2 separate regions of the Macaca mulatta genome follow, and region 2 is linked to region 1. The links are chromatin contacts, called in public Hi-C maps. All regions are on one chromosome and are shown on one strand. Each heading gives the region's core, a stretch centred on a gene start, on an enhancer-like site or on the middle of the called end of the contact. The rest is flanking DNA. Distances are from core to core; before and after follow the strand shown.

Region 1 (5,956 bases), core at 2,387-4,886:
ACGCGGGCCCGAGCCCTGGGCGGGAGTGCAGCCCGGGGTCCCGCGGCCTCCGCGCCGCGCACCTCTCCCACCGCCCACCCCCGGCCTCCGGGCCCGCCCCCAGCAGGGGTCGGCGTGGCTCGTGCGCCGGGGACCCCCGAGCCCCCGCCCGGCGGCCCGGGCCCCCGCGGCCTGGCCGTGCGCCGGGTCCCCGCGGCGGAGTGGGAAGGAGGAGGAGAGACTGGAGGAGTTGGAGACAGACACAGCCGCGGCGCGCAGTCACGGCTGGAGACAGACGGCGGCGGCGGGAGGCGGGACACTCCCCCCTCCGGCGACTGGAGGCGGGACACCTCCCCGGCGGCCGCGGCGCCGCGTCCCCTCTCTCCCCGCGCTGAGGCTGCGGACCGGGCCCGGCGGGACTAGCAGGCGAGTGCGTTGGCCCTGCCCGCTCCTCGCGCCGCCGCGGCCGGCCGGGGATCCCCTGCAAGCCGCGGAGGAGCCGCCGCCTCCGCCTCCGCCGCCGCCAGACAGGCTGCGGGTGCCTGGGAAAGTGGAAGCGGGGCGGGGAGCGCGGGGGAGGCCCGGGGGTGAGGTCCTCAGCTCTTAAAGAACCCCGGCGCGCCGCGCTCCCCGCCGGCCCGCCGCGCGCCCCCTGCCGCGCCCCGCACCGCGCCCCTCCCCTGGCCGGCAGGGCCGGTGGCCGCGGAGCCGCACTGCGGGCAGTCCCCGCCTCCGCTCCCGGGGGCGGCCCAGGTGAGTGCGGACCCGAGGTGGCCGCCGTGGTCGCGGGTTCTGGCCCAAGTTCACCGCGGCGCTCCGGAGGGAGGGGCGGCCGAGGGGGGCGGGGGACTCGGGGACCGGACGCTTTGGGAACTGGACGTCCGCGAGCCTGCGCCGTCGGCGGGGGCCGGAGGGAGCAGCCGGGCGCCGGGCGCGCGAGGTCTGTGAGGCTGCGTCCGGGTGGGCTTGTCCGTGGGCACGGCGGGGGTCCGGCGCTGGCCCGCGGGCGGGGTTGCGCCAGTGGAGGGACTTCGCCGACCCCCACCCCGTTTTCTGTTTCCCGGTGCCCTGGGGCGCGGGTGTCCCGGGGTTGCAAGATTGAATTCTGCACCGCCCGGAGGCTGGGATGGGCGCGCGGGTGGCAGCCCCAACCGTCTCGGAGCCCCTAGGCCTCGGCGCGCCGCGGCGGGCGGGGACTGGAGGTCAGCGGGAAGCGGGAAGAGCCTGCAGGATCTGGCCGGGGAGTTTGCGGGAAGGAGGGGGGCGGGCCAAGCCCCGCAGCCCCGCAGCCCCGCAGCCCCGCAGCCACTCAGTCCCTCAGTTCCGCATCCTGCACCGCGCGCTCCCCGCCCCCCGACCCCTCGGGCCGGCTTCACCCGGCGTCCTCCCGGGTCCCCCCGGGTCTCCGGCGCGCGCGTTGACGTCGGTCGCGGGACCGCCCGGAGCTCCCGGCATTGGCTGGGAAGTCGATTGTCTCGGGCGGCTGCTGTTGCACTCAGGCTGGGTCTCAGAGCCGCGGAGGAAGCAGGCGTGCGTTGAATTTCTTTCTGCCCCTCACCGTGGAATAAACAGGAAGCGACGAGCACCCAGCCCGGCCCGGCGCTTGCCTTTGTGCCGGGGTCTGCGCTGCGCAGCCTGCAGGAGGCTTCCTGGGACCCCTGCCCGGTGCGCCGCCCGGTGGGCCTGGGGGCGCGCCCTGTGAGTACGCGGTGGAAGACAGTGGGCTCGGCGTGGGTTAAATCGCTGTCGTGGCGGAGAGGGCATTTGCTTGTTTTTAAACTTTTTTTTTTTAATTGGAAAAGGAGGGGTTTTCCCGATGAGGCAGAGGTTTTCAGGACGACAGGGACGCGTGGTGGGTGGGCGGCCCCGGCAGAAGGCGCATCCGAGGGCACCATGTTCTTGGGTCACCTACCTGGAGGGACACCTCGTCGCCAGTCAGGGCAGCGAGAAGCTCTTTAAAGCAAGCGGGGCTCCTTAGCTCTGCCCAGGCGCAGGAATGATTGCTGTGTGCCCCTAGCCACGTGAACTAGTGTGATTTTTATTTTCCCCCCGAAATTTTTTAATTAGCTAGAATTGCATAATTTTGATTTACTTCTTTTCTTTTCCTCTGTCCTGGTCTATTCCCTTCTCTTTTTCTCTTTTCTAATTATTTTGGCATCTTCTCATCCTTGGACCAGCGCTGCTTTCTAAATGTTAATTATCCTTGCAATACATATTTATTGAGGGCCTACTATGTGTTAGGCGTTGTGGGATGTGAGGTAAGAGTAGCTGTGCAGAACGTGGGTTCTGAGCGCTTGTATTAGTAAGTTATTTGCAGTAGAGGTGGATAGAGACGGTGAGCAGCACTGACTCTCAAAAATAGGGTCCTGTGGCTGGTATAGGGTTGGTGCCTTCTCGAAGGGCTAGTGCTGGGAAGCTTCCCTTTAAAAACGGTCCTTTCTGCCGGTTTGGCTAGCCAAGAATGGCATTCTCGTCTCTGTATCTGCCCTGGAGCTTCAGGACTGAGTATTGAATGACAGAAGGTTCTGCAAAGTATGCACAGGGAGACTGCCAGTGCATCAAGTCATGTCTGAATTCTGTATATGAGTATTGTCTTTTTGAGTCTTTAACTCGAGTGTATTGTCAGCTGTAACTCTGCCTTTGTACTCTGCACAGTTCTTCTGGAATACAGTCTTTGTGTTCAGTCAAAGATCGTAGTGTCAAATCTGAGTCATTACATAGACAAATGAGGACATCTGAGTATTACCCATGTATATTTATTGAATTACACTTGGTTTCCCATCAACCCTTGAAATGTTATTTGATGGACCTTTCTAAGCAGTGCTTTTGAAAACAGGGGGCTAACTTCCTTATGATCTTTGAAAGCTTAATTCTTCTTAAGAGCTTCATTTTGCTATTGACGTTGAACACACTGTTAGGAATTAGGGCTGGGAATGTAAATGCCAGTAAGGGATTTGCTGTAATGGAATTGTAGCTACCTTCCTCCCTTGTTTTAAAAGACCTCCCTAATTTCTTAACGTTCTGCTGTTACCCTTGGAAGGGCTTGCCACTGTTGGCCATGGTCCTGGTTCGTGTAGGTTTGTATTTACATTGGAGAAGACTTCCCGGCAGGTTTTTAGGACTGCCTCTTGAATCCTCTCGTGGGCTTGGATTGCAAGACCACAGCCCTGCAGTGGAACACAGCCAGTGCCAGCTGCTTATTAAGGGATTTTGTGCCAATTTGTTGGCACATTATTTGAGACTCCTCCACCCCACCCCACTCCCACTGGAGTATATACATACATAGACAATATTTATTTTCCCCCAACTGCTGACAGTGTTCTAAGAATAGTTTTCTTTCCTGGCATGCGGAGAGCAAGGGCCCGTCTGCAGAGGTGTTTACAGTTTGGGACTGTGCTGTAGTCTTGGTTGACTTAGCAGCCTGGCAGATCAGCCTCACAGCTCCTGGGACGCTCTCTGGTTTTCCTCTGGGCTGCTGCAGGGTAACGTCCCTGTCTGATAGGGAAACAAGGTCAGAGGAGAGTCAGTTTTGCTCTTTGTGGATAGTTTCTGGCAGGCGGTCCAGCAGAGACAGACCCCTGAGCTGCTGACCTCTTTGCATGTAGCCGGCATCAAGTCTCCTTGTGGTGGTGTGTGGGAGGCGACTGCTGTACGTCATCACGCAAAACCAAAGCCACCTCAGGGCTCCGGGCAGGATCCTTGCAATTGTAGACTGCTCCGATCTTTCTGGTAGTCCTTGCCATGTTTCTTCTCATTTTTCTTTGGAATCTGGGCTTATGCAATCTCTGTGATGTGTCCTTCTTTCTCTGTAAGAGTTAATAGAGAAGGGAAAATAAGTTATCACTCAAGAAGTGATAAAACAGTGTAGAAGAAGAGCATACCATTTTAACCTGGAAACATTTTTGGAAATATTTAACGGAATGTGTAGGGGCACATGGAGATTAAATGTGAATAGCGGCAAAATTGCTGTGTAGTCCAAAGTTATTCTTTCCTTTCTTCCTTCCTCTCTGTCTCCTTCTGTATCTCCCTCTGTGTCTTCCTTTTTTTAGGTCTCAGAAAAAATCTCCTGGAAGCCATTATATTCTGATGTCAAAGGGACGTTCTGCCTACGTGAACTGTGTTAGTCTGGAGTTACATCTTGACCTATATTATGGGTGTGCATGGGAGGTGAATCTTAAGTTTCAAAATAGAAATGCAAAGGTTCTGCCTACTATTTGAAAATTTAGGCCACAAGACCTGCCACTTTTTAGGGAGATTTTTTTGGGGGCATTGTTTGCTTCGTTGTTAGGCAAGGAAAGGACTGAAGCTAGTACCTGTACTATTAATTACTCTGAAAATATTGGCTTTGAATTTCCAGGTAATGTCGTTTTTTTTCCATCACAGGAGGAATTGAAATTGATGTCTGTGTTGTCACATATCCGTGTGATTTAAGAATGGATTGCTTTTCTTTGAGTTCCCACTAAAAATGGTACTTTGGCCTTTTAAGCTGTTTTTGTGAAGACTTTTCTTTCCACCAAGCTTGTTTTCCAGATAGGTCTTGGAGATTACAAAGAACATAGATATAATTTCTCCCTTGATTGGCAGCTGCGAGCTTTCCCGGACAAAAATAATGCCGCACTGTGCCAAATGGTTGACTTTTCTAGAATAAAAACTCTAAAGGGTATGCAAAAAGTCCTCTGGTTAATATATTGGCATTCCCAGAACCCACTAACACTCCGGCAGCCTGCCAGACTCCACTTAACGAGGACACAGAGTGTCTGGCTCAATCCCCATGAGCAGACGGGGGTGGGGTCTGCATGTCCACACCCTTTATTAATTTTTAATGACTGTACTTTTGTTTTCCAGATTTTCCTCTGTACCCCTTTCTCAACCGTCTCCTACAACGTCACTCCCCCCATCCATTTATTTACTCATTTACTTGGCATCGGAAAAATGTCGAGCGGTTCAGGGTTAAGAGTCCTGCTGAGGGATCATTTCTGTTTGCATGGGTTCTTTTGTTGTTGCCTTTTTTTCTTTTTCTTCCTTTTTTTTTTTTTTTTTTTGGAAGAGGAAGAGAGAAAAGGAACAGAAAAGATGACAACTTTTTTTTTTTTTTTTTTTTTTTTTAAAGGATGCTTTATTGTCTGCTGGAAAAAGAGAAGCATTTACGAAACTTTAAGTTTGTCAGACAGTTTATGTGACAGTGCAAGTTGGTGCTTGCCAAGCTCCAGACAGATTGTTAATGTTACATGACAGGGATAAATAAATTACCGCTGTCTGCAACACGCTTGCACTGCAAACGCACTCTGCAGCCGGCGGCCGGCTGGGCGCCGCTCATGGGCCTGGTGTGCAGGCAGCTGCGCAGAGGGCCTCTGCCTGCCGCCTAGAATGCTGTGCCTCGGTTCGGAAATGAGAAGGATGTGCCTTGCTTTTATTTTTGGCTCTACTGCAGGGCAGTAGAATCTGAGGAGCAACTCTGTGTCCTTTATTTTGCTAGGCTGCTCCGCCTTCTCCCCTGCGCTGGCCCCACCTCTGGTCCACACTCCCGTTCTTCCTCCGAGCAGGGAAAGCAGGCACCTAGCTTCTGCCCTGGAGACCTCAACTTTGTGCTTGGCTGCCCAGGGCCTAAAGTATCTCAAAGCCAAGTTTCAGGCTGTTTACAGTTGTGTTATTTCTGCAGGTGCAGACACTGAGAACAAATTGTCTGCGATAGATAAGCCTGTACTGGCCTGGGAGGGCCTGGGTGGCACTCCTTGGGCATAATGTACTTTCATCTGGGCAATTTGGAAGCTCAGCTGGCAGAGTGACAGGTGTAATGAACTTAATGGTCTTGCCCTAGTTGTTTGCGGACACACAGCTCATGTTACAAAGCCGCCTCATACCGGGGTCCCCTGCCAGATGATTTGCTCTTCTCTTTGTGGATGGGACTTGGGGACTGGACGACTGAGTGGCGTTAAGGTAGGGAAGCGGGTGGGTGTGAGTGGCGTGTGTGTGCCCT
Region 2 (5,956 bases), core at 1,741-4,240, 160 kb after region 1:
CCTGGAGGCTGTTCCTCTACCACAGTTGCCTTGGGGGTAGGCATAAAGGTGCTGTAGTTTTTTTCCTGACTTCTACCTGCCTTTTGAGAGGAAGAGAGGATTTGCTTGTCAGCAGTATCTTTTGCTGAACCCTAAGCTAAATTCTAAGGGAAAATGCAAATAAAAACATCTTGCCCCTTGGAACTATGAGAAGAAATGAAAGAGACAAGATGAATGCAAGAAAAACAGAGAACAAAATGGCACACAACAAGCAACTATTTATGTCAATCGGTGGCAGCTGTACGGAGCTGGGATGGGCGTGCTGGGAACGCGAGGCCGTCCGGGTGTCCTGGAGGCTCCTCCGGGTGACTGAGAAACAGAACTGAGAAGCCGGTTCTGCGGGGGTTTCCCCTCCCTTCCCTGAAGCTGTGGAATGAAGTTGAATAAGGCATTTCCCCGGAGATGAGGAGGGTGTGGTCCAGCGCTCAGCACTTCCTGTTCATGCTCCATGTCCTGGCCAGGGCTTGTTTGTGTTAATAAAGTTTTATTGGCACTTGGCCACACCGTGTGTGTGTGTGTGTGTGTGTGTGTGTGTGTGTGTGTGTGTGTGTGTGTGTGTGTTCTCTGTTGGGGCCGCGTTCCTGTCTTCTCGGCAGAGCAGAGGAGCCGGGGCCGAGGCGGCATGGCCTGTGCAGAGCCGTTCACCATCTGGGCCTTTGTGGGAAGCTTTCTGTCTGGGCTCCAGTTGCGTCTTCATGTAAACACAAAGTAAACACATGTACACAATAAATATCAACAACGGATTTTCTGGCTAGGGTCTCGCAGACTAACAGATTTCAGTGGAGCTGGGTGTAAGCACATCTCTGTATTTATTCCCAATTATTTTTATCATTTTTAATGGAACTCTTAACAGCTCACACTCCTTTGGCATCCTCTACCACAACTGTTTAATTTGTTGTGTGTGTGTGTGTGTGTCTTTTGAGCAAAGGCAGAAATCCCTTGTTTTGATTTCCTTTTCTCATCGCAGCAGTTGTAGTGCTCTGGCTTTATATGCATTGGGAACCTAAAAAGCAACTGGGTCTCAACACCAACTCATGGCCTTTTTTTAAGTTTGTGTATGACATTATACACATATGTATAAATATATGTGTATTTTTGCTTCAGTGGAAATAAAATGTGCGTCACAGACTGTATGTTCAATGTTTTCTTTAGCTGCCCACAGTTACGGGATTGTGCAGAAACGCTTAGCTATCTTTGTTGCTTGTGTGCTGACTAATGAAATAATTGATTTTTCCTCTTTTGCATTTTTAGAATCAGAAGATTGTTTTTTCAAGTAAGCTTATACTACAATTCAATGATTGATGGTTGAGATCTGTGCTCGTATTTTCATTTTCAAAGATTAATATATGCTTTTTGAAGGAAACAGTGTATTTAATGAAACAAACTGAAATAGCTCCCCTTTTATATTTAAGCAAAATGGATAGAAAATCAGTAACTTGCTTTTGAATAGTACCTGGCAGTTTATGTGGTTTAAAAGTATTTTGCAGTTCAGTGTAGAAATAAATGCTACTGTTTGTGACACTGCACACTTTTAGCTGAAACGTGGAGTATACTTTTACTCTGTACATTTTCATCTGGACTGAATTTTAAAGCTACCTTATTTTTTTATAATAAATTCCAGAGTTTTCCAAAATTCTCGTATTTCTTTTAAAATGACACGTGTACAATTCCATTCTTCTTTGACAATATGTCCACATTTATAAATATTTTCTAAATATTTCACATATTTCCACCATGGAAATGTTTGGAAATGTGTGAAATATTTAGAAAAAATGTGTATGTTTGATCCTCAACCATGTGAAATTTGCTTTTACCTTTTGGAGAAATCACACTTGGAAGTGACGTCATGTGTCATGATAATTACACGTGAATGTTGGCTGTTCCATTACCTTCTGACCCACACAGGTTGTCTCTTGGGATAGCACAGGTAGAGGAGGGTGCTGTGGAGGCCGGAGCCCTCCAGCCCTGACCCCACACGGGCTCCTATGGAGGCCGGAGCCCTCCAGCCCTGACCCCACACGGGCTCCTGTGGAGACCAGACCTCTCCCAGCCCTGACCCCACACGGGCTCCTATAGAGACCAGACCTCTCCCAGCCCTGACCCCACACGGGCTCCTGTGGAGACCAGACCTCTCCCAGCCCTGACCCCACACGGGCTCCTCTGGAGGCCAGAGCTGGGCCATGGGCTGCAGGCTGCTGATGGGAGCAAGCTGTCATGCAGGAGTGGCTGTCTGTCCATTGTTGGTCTGTGGAGAAGGTTCTAGATCCAAAGCCCCTGGAGTCTAGAATCTCACTAATTAAATGTGGTCCCCAGCAGCGTCAGCATCTGCTGGGAGCTGGTTGGACATGCAGCCTCTTGGGCCTGCCCGGACCTGCTGAACCGAATCTGCAGTCACCACATACCATGGAATTCACAGGCACCTTCATCTCAGGAAACTCTGGTCTGGATCATCGGTTTCCCAGACGGCCGTGCATCCGAATCACCTTTGGAGCTGATGAGACTCTGCCAAGTCCCGCACCAGCCCCAACAGATAGTGATTCAGTTGGTCTGGAGTGATTCTGCCGCCCAGCCGGGCGTGGGACCCCTGCTCTGAAGTGGTCGTCCCTGTTGGCTGAGGGGCGACTGAGAAGGCCAGGCCCCTGCTGGGTGTGTCTGGAAGTCTGCAGCAGCTTCCGCGACACAGTCCAGCTGCTGGGAGCCTCACCTCTAGGACTCCATCCCCGAGTGGACGTCTCGTCCCCAAAGAGCGCCTGGGCCCTGGACCTGTGTGGAGGTGCCGGCTGCAGCCCCATGACGGGGATGGAGATTTGCTGGCGTCTAGCCACCCAGCCTCCACTCCCTTCCCTTCCCGTTCCCATGGAAACAGATTGCGGGAACACTGGGCATGGTGCTATCTTTACCCGGTTTTTGGCGATCTGAGGTCTGTTTCCATGGGAACTGGAGGGAAGGGGACGGCAGTGGAGCAGCTAGACTGCTTCTAGATTTCGATGGCAGCCTCTGTGCTCACTGTAAAACCTGCTTTGCCCAAGTTTACCTCTAGGTCAGGGGTCTGTGCAGCTCTGAATGCAGCCAGGACTTATCTGGAGGAGAGGCCGGTGGAAAAGGAGGAGAAAAGGAGGTCTGAAAATATCCTTGAAAAAGCCCGTCATTCCCTTTTCCTCCAGGAAGCCATTTTTAGGTGTTGGTACAAGTTATTTAAATGCCATCTTTAGTTATTATTTCTTGTATGGTTTTATTGAACATAATAACATGTTTTTATTCAAAGGAAGTGAGGAGATGAGTCATTTCGATAGGAGTGATCTCTCCGACGTGGGGAATCCCTGTGGCTCGGCGGTGCGAGTGAGTCACAGCTGGCTCTGTGTGCTGGGCTGGAAATGAGGGCCTGGTGGGTCAGGGCAGGGCAGAAGCCGAGTGAGATGGGGAGGCTTGGGGTGGTGATGAGGACAAAGTAAAGTGATGCTGACCTATGTAAGTATGTGAAGATGAAAATGCTAAATTCTCATTTAAGCAGGCCCTGGTCTGAGTGAACTCTCTGGGTGTTCATTTATGGAGTGGAGTTTGTTGGGGCAGTCATGGTGCTCTGCTTTTCCCTCCCCTACTTTTGTACAGTCAGGGAACAGCACCCTCTTCCTCCCTCCCAGAGAGCCTGCACCTGGCAGGAGGCCTTCTCCTCGTCTCCTCCCTCCGGCTGGCGCCTTGCTCTTCAACGCTGGTCTTGTCCACCGGCATGTGTGTTTCCTGATTTCAAATGTGTTTGTTAATTATTTAGTTTTTCAGTAAAAATGGAGCGTAGTTTTGGTGACTGCATGGGGTATTGGGGATACTTGGGGAACACCGGCCCAGATTATCTTGGTGAAAGTGGCCGCAGCTTACTTTCCCTGGAGGAGTGAAATCAAGTGCCCCAGTTCTTGCTGTTTGAGGGAACTGTGTTCACTTCATCAGACTCTGGGAGGGAGGCTGGGCACGCGGTTGCTGTCCGTCGTGGGAGAGCTGCCCCTCCCTGCCTGTCCTCCCGGGCCCTGCGGGCACTGGCTTCTGTCTGAAGAAACGTGCTCAGGTCTCCATGCAGAGTAGGGGTTGGAATAAATCGATTCCTGCTAGTCAGCTCCAGTGGGGAAGGGAATAAATAAGGGCCAGATTCTGAGCGGGAAAAAGAAAAATCTAAAGAAGACGCAACTTTCCGTGCAGAGGACGTCGGCGGTCGGGCTGGCGTGGCCGGTGGTCGCTCAGGCGGTCGAGCTGGCGTGACCGATGGTCGCTTGCATCACGAGAGGCCTCTCAGAGCCCGTGCATCCCCAAGAACGGCGGCGTCCGCGGCCAGGCGTGGCAGTTCCATTCCCTCTTGCCGGTGGCGTCCTGTGGTTTTCTTCGGTGGATCCCAGGAATTCTCTCGCCTGGATCTGACGGTGGACGTGTCAGACGGACGGATCCTTTCAGCGTTGGGTGTCCTCAGGAGCTGCTTCTGCGGGTGAGGGCACGGCTCAGGGTGACACGGCTCCTGCAGCTGCCGATCCACGCCTCTGAAACTCCACAAACTCAGCACACGCTCGGCCTCCGGTGCCGTGGGAGGCGGCGCGGCCACACGCGGTTCCAGAGGGGCCCGTTCTGTCTTCAGGAGGGCACGAGTCCTCACCGCTGCCTGGGCTGCCTGGCGGGACGCACGGTACCCGTCTGGGGTGCGTTCCCCATGAATAACCCTCGCTTGCTTTTCCTGTGTGAGAGCACACGCACGGGCCTGTGTTACCAAGGCAGTGGAAATTGGTCTAATGAACTCTTCATACTTGGCCGGAGGCCTCCAGAACACAGCGGTGGGGTTTGTGGCCCCATTAGTTAGAGACCAGGCAGCCTTCCCCTGGGTTCTCTGCCCTCTGTGACAGCTGCTCCTGGGGACAGATACTTTCACATCCTGCCTCGCAGGAAGTCGGGACGCGCTCTCGGTGCTCCCTGCAGGTGCATGGAGTCGGGACTGCCCGTCGAAGGCTTGGTGCGCGGGCCCCGCAGGTGGCGTTCGATGTTGGGCAAACACACCCAGGAGCTCCTCCGTCACACTCTTGGACCTGCCAGCGGCCGGTGACATCGGCGCCAGGGCCAACCTCAGACAGCACCGTTTTGCGTTCTGTCCTTCAGACACCTGCTGAAATACGCACCTCCTTGGATTTCTGTGGTCAGACAAAGTTGTTTCACCAACATGAACGGACTAGGCCGCGCCACTTCTGTTTCCATAACTCGGTCGGCCTCAGTGATGGCTTTGCTGCTTGAAATGCACGTCATTCTTGGAAAGGCTGGTCTAGAGGTTACCTTTTAGCTCTTAGATCTAGAGTGCCTGTGTTCTCCCAGGTGGTGTTGCAACCCATGACTTTCCTAGGGTGGCACACGATTAATTGCAAATTATTTCTTCTTCCGGCTCCCTTAAGTGGGAGAAAGAGCAGGGTGGTTGAACCGAAGTTTAAGTGGTAATTGGATATCAGATGGGCCTGTATCTGCTTCTCCTCTGCAGGCAATAGAATCCTCTTCCTCTCGCCAGAGGAAAGTGGAACTCCCCTACCTTTTGTCATAATGGACACACTCAGGCAGTGAGGAGTCGTAGTTCCGTCGGAACACAAACGCTGGCCAGTCCCAAGAGCTGCTCGAGTATGACCCACCATTGAGCCTCCATTAAGTTGCGTGGAGCAATGGGCAGAGCGTCGCAGGCCCGTCCCAGACAACACAGATGCTCCCCCGAAAGTATCTGGGAAAAGGTTTACTGGAGCATTTCTGTCCACCACCGCTCACCTTCAACTGGATACTGAGTTGTGAAAAGTTATATAAAGCGGACAGTTTTTCTTTGTCCTCAAGGAATATATATTCCTCAGATAATGAATGTGAGCAAATGAGGCAGAAGTGCTTCATGAAAGCTCAGCTGTTCCCTGTGTGTGTG

The links. A called contact is a pair of places that touch in the nucleus more often than the background predicts.
Region 2: a contact with region 1 is called in a Hi-C map of fetal cortical plate, with 1.6 times the contacts expected there. The contact joins the enhancer-like site here to the promoter of LOC114673863 in region 1. A contact is called at or near these places in 2 of 14 Hi-C or Micro-C datasets (fetal cortical plate and liver).

What each region holds. Positions count from the first base shown.
Region 1 is chr18:83,875,336-83,881,291 of T2T-MMU8v2.0, forward strand. LOC114673863 reads right to left here and starts at 3,637. Exons shown (of 6, transcript XM_077975103.1): 1 at 3,571-3,637; 2 at 3,419-3,474; 3 at 3,011-3,146; 4 at 1,132-1,675; 5 at 1-974. The coding sequence starts at 3,637. It overlaps LDLRAD4 (low density lipoprotein receptor class A domain containing 4), which reads left to right and starts at 1,572. Exons shown (of 6, transcript NM_001266659.1): 1 at 1,572-1,677.
Region 2 is chr18:84,039,626-84,045,581 of T2T-MMU8v2.0, forward strand. All of the region lies in intron 2 of LDLRAD4 (low density lipoprotein receptor class A domain containing 4), which reads left to right. Among named protein-coding and RNA genes, the nearest start is that of LDLRAD4, 170 kb to the left of the region's middle. Within about 2 kb of position 2,991, at least 15 of the 40 cell types and tissues checked have an H3K27ac peak or open chromatin away from gene starts, as enhancers often do. A contact at or near this core is called in fetal cortical plate, where this site is marked.